Linked DNA regions of Gossypium hirsutum: all the other regions are linked to region 1. Evidence: chromatin contacts called from public Hi-C data. All regions are on one chromosome and are shown on one strand. Each heading gives the region's core, a stretch centred on a gene start, on an enhancer-like site or on the middle of the called end of the contact. The rest is flanking DNA. Distances are from core to core; before and after follow the strand shown.

Evidence for each region. Hi-C and Micro-C count contacts between places; a contact is called where the count stands out from the background.
Region 2: a contact with region 1 is called in a Hi-C map of leaf, with 1.9 times the contacts expected there. The contact joins the enhancer-like site here to the promoter of LOC107961788 in region 1. A contact is called at or near these places in 4 of 34 Hi-C or Micro-C datasets (callus and leaf).
Region 3: a contact with region 1 is called in a Hi-C map of leaf, with 2.7 times the contacts expected there. The contact joins the promoter of LOC107961789 here to the promoter of LOC107961788 in region 1. A contact is called at or near these places in 2 of 34 Hi-C or Micro-C datasets (both in leaf).

The regions. Positions count from the first base shown.
Region 1 is chrA06:110,376,307-110,379,312 of Gossypium_hirsutum_v2.1, forward strand. It overlaps LOC107961788 (photosystem I reaction center subunit III, chloroplastic), which reads left to right and starts at 1,483. Exons shown (of 2, transcript XM_016897918.2): 1 at 1,483-2,431; 2 at 2,985-3,006. The coding sequence starts at 1,748. The coding sequence ends at 2,422.
Region 2 is chrA06:110,191,625-110,194,630 of Gossypium_hirsutum_v2.1, forward strand. No RefSeq gene overlaps it. Among protein-coding and RNA genes, the nearest start is that of LOC107961781, 6.0 kb to the left of the region's middle. Within about 2 kb of position 1,512, at least 9 of the 9 cell types and tissues checked have an H3K27ac peak or open chromatin away from gene starts, as enhancers often do. A contact at or near this core is called in leaf, where this site is marked.
Region 3 is chrA06:110,553,371-110,556,376 of Gossypium_hirsutum_v2.1, forward strand. LOC107961789 reads right to left here and starts at 1,605. Exons shown (of 5, transcript XM_016897919.2): 1 at 987-1,605. LOC107961790 (histone H3.2) reads right to left here and starts at 2,628. Exons shown (of 1, transcript XM_016897924.2): 1 at 2,063-2,628. The coding sequence starts at 2,628. The coding sequence ends at 2,218.

The DNA of each region.
Region 1 (3,006 bases), core at 233-2,732:
CCGTCATAGCTTTAACCGAATCTCCAGGGATCCATCAGCTTTTGGACCAGAGAAGCAGACGCCGAGGATATCAACGCTAAATATGGGTAAAATCTTCCTTTTTTTTTACGAATTTGCGTGGTGGATCCAAAATAAAATAAAAAAGGAAAATAAAAATAGAAAATGAACAAATGAACAAATGAACAAATGAACCACCTTTGAAATGTGTTCAATTTCTCTGTATTGATTTCATATTCCCTCTGTTCGTCAGTATCCAAAAAAATATTGAAAAGTTTTAGGCTTTTTATAGCCGAAAGAGAATAAAAACAAAATTTGCTCCTTTTGCTTGTTGTTTTGCTGTTGTTTTCTTGTGTTTACATGCAAGTACGGAGGCCAGTTGGCGTGGTGATACGTGGCAATTGGCATGGGGTGTAAGGAGGCTACGCTAGAGGCTAGTTGTTGCGCAAACAGAAAACCTAAGGTTTCTGTGAATAATCTGGTCTTGGGCCACTTGGGCCAAATTTGTTTTGTTTTGAGTATTGGGTTATGGGTTTGTTTGGGTTTAGGGTTAACTTGGGCCTGGTGTACTGGATTTAGTTTATTCTGTTTGGTTATTTTATTTTTTTGGGCCAGCATTTTGTAATTGGACTATAGTGGACATTTAATTGCTTTTTTTTATTTATTATTATTTTGTAATTTGGTTTTAGTATGGTCCCAGGCAAATTAGCCTGTTACATACTTAATTTTTATTAATATATCAAACATTTTTATAATATAAATTTAATACTTATAAAATTCAATATTTATATTTTCAGCATTTAATTTTTCAATTGATGAAACATATCCTTAGTGTAAATAATTAACTTCCTTAATGGTTTTACTAGTTCGGTTTTTCTTATGATTAGTTTATAAACAATGCCTGCTTACAAACCTAGAAAGGGTTAAAAGAGGAATTAACCAAACAAAAGTATGTCCAATGTGCCAATACGAAACAAAAGACACTTTACATATTCTCAGAGACTGTCCAATACCTAAGGATATCTGGAAATTGATTGTGCCGAGAGCAAGATGGTCTCAGTTTTTCTCTTAACAATTTATTTGAATTGGTCAGAACAAACTTAGGAAGTCATGGGCAGCTGACGAGGCATGGAGTCCCTTGGTCAACGCTTTTTGGAATACTAATTTGGCGATTATGGAAAAATAATAATCACTTTATTATCGAAATGCTCCCATAAAATTCTGTAGAAATTATTAAAATATCAACAAGTTGGGCGTAGTATAACGCAATTAGTAGTTGGATTCCATCTAGGAATAGTAATTTATATGATGTCTCCAAGAATTGTTTAAATAGTAGGGTAGGAGAATGTTAGTTTTAATAAAAGTAATTTAGGATTTATTAGATTAACTGATAATATAGAGGTTTTTATAAGATTAAAATAAAAATTTGACCAAAGGAAGCCTATGGGTATATATAGAATATAGTTTTTTATTATTATTTAAATAGAATAGTAGATTATGTAGGTATATAAGAGCTATATCAGATATAGATATGGATACAGGGAGAATCTGAAACTTACAACCAAACAGCCATGAACCCAATCGCAGCTACCCAACTCAGCATTCTAACATCTCATATTCCACTTCATCTTATCTTTCCTTCCACCACTAGTCCTTCCCTCCTCCGAATCTAAAACTCATCCTTCCCCTTCTCTCTCAAATCCTCCTCCCCTCCTTCTTCACCACACACCACAACTACTATACTCCCAAAATGTCTCTTACAATCCCCACTAACCTCTCCAAATCCCTTTTGAAGCCAAAGCTAAACTCCAAACTCACCCCCAAAGTTTCACGATCATTGGTGGTATGCTCCACCGACAAGACTTCATCGCCACTATCATCAGCTTCATCACTCCAAGCCTTCTCAGCAGCTCTTGCTCTTTCTTCCATTCTTCTCTCAGCCCCACAGCCTGCCGTAGCTGATATTGCAGGCCTCACACCATGCAAAGAGTCCAAGCAATTCGCCAAACGTGAGAAGCAGCAGATCAAGAAGCTGGAATCGTCGTTGAAGCTATACGCCCCTGACAGCGCTCCAGCTCTCGCTATCAAAGCAACCATCGAGAAAACCAAGAGACGGTTTGACAACTACGGGAAGTACGGGCTGCTGTGTGGGTCTGATGGGTTGCCTCATTTGATAGTAAGCGGTGATCAGAGGCACTGGGGTGAGTTCATCACGCCTGGTCTCTTGTTCTTGTACATCGCTGGATGGATCGGGTGGGTTGGAAGGAGCTACCTCATTGCTATTAGCGATGATAAGAAGCCTGCCATGAAGGAGATCATCATTGATGTGCCTTTGGCTACCGGTCTTATATTTAGAGGCTTTATTTGGCCAGTCGCTGCTTACAGAGAGCTTATCAATGGTGACCTTGTTGTCAAGGACGTTTAATCTCCTCAGGTCCTTCTTCTCTTTCTCTTCAAAAAAATTCCCCCTTTTTTTTATTTTTTATTTTACGCTAATTCAAGCATGTTTTTGCCTTATAGTGTAAGGGTTAACATGTGTTGGCCATATTCCATCTAATGATGTTGAACCTTACTATTCTGAAGTAGTAAATTACTAATCTGAAATAGTGTGTCATAAAACCTTGCAATCTTATATTCCGAATCCAATTTTACACCCCAAAATTCGATATTTTCATTTATTAATCATATTAGTAACATTTTTTTATTTAAAAAATATCACATTAAACTTCAATTATTGAATCAAATAATAGATTCTTGAGATTAAAAATAGAAGTAGTAATTTCAAATGAGTAGAAGGTAAAGGGATCGAGAGTATAATTATATCACCATACTCACATCTAAGCTTATATGATTATAACTCGTCTTATTATCGTTGTAATATTCTAAATTTTAAAAAGAATGGTGAAATTAACGAAGAAAGGAAATAGAAGAACACACAAATTGCCTTCATTTTTTTGGTGTATTAATTTTGGTTTTTATTTTTACAGGGATCGAATGGAAGGACTTGAA
Region 2 (3,006 bases), core at 262-2,761, 180 kb before region 1:
AAAATGAGTTAAATTATAAAAATAGCCATTTTATCATCTACCTATTATTTTTTTTGAGTTTTTTATTTGTCTTTTAATATTTTCACATTCTATCAATATAATCTTCAATATAAAAATTTGAACAATTCAAGCCCTTAATATTTACAAAAATTGTCATTTTAGTTCTAATTTTAAAAAAATTAATAAATTTGATCTTCAACATTTATAAAATTTATCAATCTAATCCTAACTTTGAAAATAAAATAAAAACTTCAAAAGTTTATTTTTATTTATAACTCAATAAGAAAAAGAGTATAGTCTTTATAAACACGGTATAATTTTTTTTATTCCACAAGTAACTTTAAAAATTTGATATAAGACTTCTTTTAAATATCTTATTATCCCTATAACATACTTGTCAACACTTAATCATGAGTCTAAACACTCCACTGGGAATGCATTAAATATTTTCTCTAATTAAAATATTATTCAATTGAATTAATTTTATAAAAAAAATTTATTTTAAGTTTTTTCTTATTTTCTTATAAATAAATATAGAAAATTAGTAATACTTTTATACTATAATTTAAATTAATTTTCTTATTAAAAATAATTTATAAGTGTAATCTATAATTTATATCTTAATGAGACAAATATCAAAATTACACGTGAGCTTTGTTTGTGGTTCAAACATACACATTAAATTTTGATTCAATTGTACACATTTAAATAAAAGATATTTTTTTTATTTTCATAATGGATTAATATAATTGTTTGTGTGTATACTATATAAATGTAAAATTATGCTATGTTGATAATACGTGCTACCAATTTATAAAAATTTAATAAAAGTAAAATTTTATGTATAAAATTATAGGTGACTTCTCAACTTGTTGGTGGCAAACTTACTATTCGAACAGGCCTTAAGGTGAATGGGTATAACAATTAATAATTTATAAATAATGATTTAGCTTTACAAGTCTATCATACCCAAATTGAAACGGGGTTTGTGAGATTTTTTTTTTTTAAATATCACTACACCTTGTGATCTAATTTAGAAATTTTATTTTACAAAATTAAGGTAAAATTTAAAAAAATAATATTCTGTTTTTATAATATACTTGGATTAAAAAATATGACTACACCATGTAAGAAATTCATCTCAAATTTTATTATAAATATATTCTCTCTATTATAAAGATTTAATCAAAATCAGTCACTCTAAATTAGAATATAGTTGATATTTACTGTAATTAATAATTTTAAAATTATTTATAAAATAAATAAATAAAAAATATGACGTGATAATGAATGGAATGTTGTATCAACTCTAACCATATAATATATACAGCATCTCTTTGAGTAGGACATTATTTATTTTTAAGAAATGGATGAAATAAGTTTGTTTCTAGAATGCACCCAATAACAGATTATAACCAGAAGTCAACTTATTCACACACGAGTGGATCTAGAACATCTTCTTTGACCAACGGTGAGATCCTATTTTTATTGGCAAACAAAAACAAAGTCAGAATACGTGGGTTAACCTACATCATTCAATCATCTTGTCTTCTTCCTTCATCTTTCCTTAATTTACGCGCTGCAAGTCTGAAAACCCCTATATAAATCCTCCTTAAATCCCCATAACTTACCCAATCCATCCAAAAAAGTAACAAAAACCCAATCTTGATCAAGCTTTCCTCAGTTTTAAAGATGATGAAAGAGGTGGTATACATGCAACATTGGGGTGCAGTGGCACCATCCCCTCTCATTAATCCCAGAAAATCTTCCACATATCCAAGGCTAGAGACCATTCATGAAGAAGGGTGTGAAAATCATTCAGTTTTTTCAAAGAAATTCTTGCTGGTTCTCCCCCTTGTCTTGTCTTCGGCTGTCTATTTCTTGGTAAACAAGGATTTGACTCTGTGTGCATGAGCCCTTCCAATGCTTTTTTTTGCTTCAAAGGGGATCTGGGAAAACTGTGGCTTTCTCCCCCCTTTCTTTGCTTGAGATATGAGAAGCCTGGAAAATGGAGAATCTCATTAAATTCAATGCCAGGGAGAGATGAATGTTCAATAAGTTTATACCATTGTAATGTGTGAGGATATGAGATAGATGGTGGGCAAATCTGCTTTGACGTTCATAATTTGTAAATCGTGTTTTATCATCATATCAATCCAACGTTTCCCAGTCTCTGGTTTTTGAAAGTTTCTGATTGCAATAGCTTTGAACATTGGCTAAAATTTTCCTGCTTTAGAAAGGCCTGCAACCACCAGCTAACAAATCTAACAATCTAATTCACTGCTTGCTAACTCTGGTTAATTAATATAATAACTAGTGATTCTAGCCTTTAGGGTACACAAATGAACCCAATTCTTTGCATAATGAAAATATTTCCTGCTTATTGTATGGAAAGTTGGCCAAATTTATAATTTACTCCAAAAACAGAGCATCTCGACTTGGGCAGTAATGGTTAAAGAATCCCCTGGTTATCACCATTGATTTGTGTGTTTTTATTTTAATTTATTTCTTAATTTCAATTTGGAAAGTGGCTTACGCATTCGCTGACATGGTCCAACTGGACATTTTGACAGTTCAAATGGTTGCTTGTAGTTCTAGAAGTCACCACTTGAAAATTGCCAGCTTGAGATCATCGTATGAGTTGGGCTCTCTCTAGAGACATTGCTTGGTGGCCTTGGACCTCACATCATTCCCATTTCTCCTTTTTAACAACCAAATTAGAAATTCCAAATTTTCTTTTTTTTTGTCAATGCGCACATGGCGACATGGCGACACCAAAATCATTTAGTGTGGAATTTCTTAGTCTTGTGATGTACGAAATATACCCACTTCCATCCTACAATATGCTTGATTAAGATCACAACTCCTTATTTTACACACATGCAATTGCATTCATTGTACTTCTTTTTCTTTTTGCTCCCTCTGTTGGTAGCAGGGGATCTGCTTTTCGATTGAATATGTCCATTTATCTATAACGTCTAGATGAAGAAACAGTGTTCTATGTCC
Region 3 (3,006 bases), core at 355-2,854, 180 kb after region 1:
AGTTCTGCAAAAATGAAAGTCAGATGCTTGCAAAGTACTAGAGAACAAAGCCAACATAATTCTCTTATTATCGCGTAAAACTCCACCACATCCACCTAATCCCATCAGTAGATTCATCGCATAAATAAGAAAATCTAATCTTAAACATTACAAACATATAGCAAAAGATAATGTGATATAAACCAAATTCAAATGTTTATATGAGATAATGTGCTTGTAAATTACTTGTATTCGATTCCATAAAATTTTAAACTTGATCATTGATGAATCAAAGCTTAATAAACCAAATTCAGATGTACTGATACTCAAATAACTCCAAAACTTAATCAATTTTTTACCCCCCCAAAAAAAGAGTTTTACTGTTAGAAAATCTGAAGTTAAACTAACAAATATAATTAATTAATTTTAAAGTTGAATATAAAGAAATTAAATTCATCTTTTACAGAATAAATGAACATAATAGAAGCAAATCCATCGATTCAAATTTTATATCACATCAACCTCAAGTTGGAAACTCGATCAATCTGGAATTGAATTGAATTTCAAGCCTAAATAGCTCAAAATTCTTACAATACCAAGCCACGAAAGGTCATATGCCAGGCTTTTGAGATAGGCAGCAGCAGGATAAAACCAGAATCTTTTGAAATGAGAATAGCATTACAAAATACCGGCTCACAAGTCATCAGCAAGTGAAGCAGAAAAACCCACATACTTTTACAATTAAACACACATTCAACGAAATTTTTATCTTAGTTTCTGGTCACGATTATCTTAGTTTCGTCCACAATAAGGAATTCCCAGCTTCAAGTTTAAGAAAACAATAATAAGAAAAATAAAATAACTGAAAATTTAATCCTAAACATAATTTAATCTTTGTGCATAAAACACCCTAAAATCGGCAGTGAAAGCAGCAGTGGAAAACAATAATAAGAAAAATAAAATAACAAAATATATGAACTATTGGACGGCATAAATATCGAGCAAACCAGAGGAAGCAGCAGCAGCAGGAAGAAGCAGGACGCAAAAAGCAACGTTGATGGGCTGCAGCGAGACGGGCAGACAGACGGACGGGCAGCGGCGCTGGAGGCCACTGGTGGAGCCGTGGAGGTGGAGAGCGGCACTTAGAGCTATCGGTTTTCTCTTTTAAGAAATAAGAACTGATAGGGAAGAGAAAGGGGAATGACCGAATGAGGGACTGGGTCTGAGAGGAAATACGGAAAAAAAATTTAGGGTAATAAAATCGGATCGGACCGGGCTGAAAAATTCTGGCCTGAAGCCCTTTTCTTTTTCATGATTGTTGTCATTCTTATGGTTTTTTTTTTATAAAAATATCCTTAAAAATTTAATTAATTACGAAAATAATTTATTTTTTTATTATATATGAAGATGCCCTGAAAAATTACAATAAAATTTGGTGGAATAAAAAAGTTTAAAGCCACCAACATGTTACATTAACAACTAAAATAAATAATTTATATTTTTAGTAGAACCATATAAAATAAAGTCACATATATAAATATAAAAAGAATATTATTATTTTTAAAATATTTAGAAGAGTTTTAAAAAAAAATTTTGGTGAAGTCAAAAAAATTTGACACTTTTTTTTTGTTTTTTAAATTTTAAACCTATAAAGAAAACATTTTTCTATTGATAAAGCCATTTTATAAGGCACCACCATGCACTCTACCATTTATTTTTAAATTTTTTTAAATATTTTATTTAAATTTAAATATAAAAAGTAAAATTTTATTTAGTAAAACCATTCTTTTTAGCAAAATCAAATTAATGTATATAATATTTAATGAGAAATCAATTCAAGTTCAAGTTGAAAAGAAAAAAATTTATATCTTACTAAAGAATGAATGGAAGAGATATAAGGATTGTTTTTTTTTAAGAATTTATATTTTTATGTAAATTTTTTAATTTGAATGTATACAGCAAATGAATTGTTTAGTATTTGAAAAAATACACTACCATCCTCAAAATCTATTTTTTTGACGTGAGATATGCGACCCAAAATATTTTATACTTCCTTTTTATAAAATTTTAATTTCTTACAATATGAACGAACAGCTCCAATCTCATTAATCAAAAATCATGAAATTATATGGCATCCTTTAGAATCGCATCGATTTACATCAAACACTTGCAGAGAAATCTAATACATCAAAATGAAAAAAAGCTTAGGCCTCAGACATCAATCACCTAAAAGCAAACCTAGGCTCTCTCACCTCTAATCCTCCTAGCAAGCTGGATATCCTTAGGCATGATGGTAACCCTCTTAGCATGAATAGCACATAGATTTGTATCCTCAAATAGTCCGACGAGATAAGCTTCAGCCGCCTCTTGAAGAGCAGCAACAGCGCTGCTTTGGAACCTCAAGTCAGTCTTGAAATCTTGAGCGATTTCTCTCACAAGCCTCTGGAATGGAAGCTTTCTGATCAAGAGCTCAGTGCTTTTCTGGTACTTCCTGATTTCCCTAAGAGCCACAGTTCCTGGCCTGAAACGATGAGGCTTCTTCACTCCTCCAGTCGCCGGAGCTGATTTTCGAGCGGCCTTCGTGGCTAGCTGCTTACGTGGCGCCTTGCCGCCGGTTGATTTCCTAGCAGTTTGCTTGGTACGAGCCATTTGTAGAACAATTTGATATGAAAATATGCGTTTGAAGGAAAGGATTTTTGATGCTGCAATTGGGAGAAATTGGAGGGGATATATAAAAGGAGTAAGCGGGAATAAGTAATTAGGAAATATTTTAAATAGGCCAATATGAACCGTAGATTGGATGGATTTTTATCGACGGCTGTTAAGTTGTTAAAGTGTTGATCCGTGTGAGATGAATGTTGACCAATAGGATTCGCTCTTTTAAGCGGAATTGTTTTGAAGTTTGGCGCATCTTAATATTTTGTTCAGGATTGTGAGGGCGGATCTATGCCGTTCATTGATGAGATATCGACGGATGTGATCTACCAAAGACGGTGAGAACTGGATAGGAATCCATGAGATATTCCA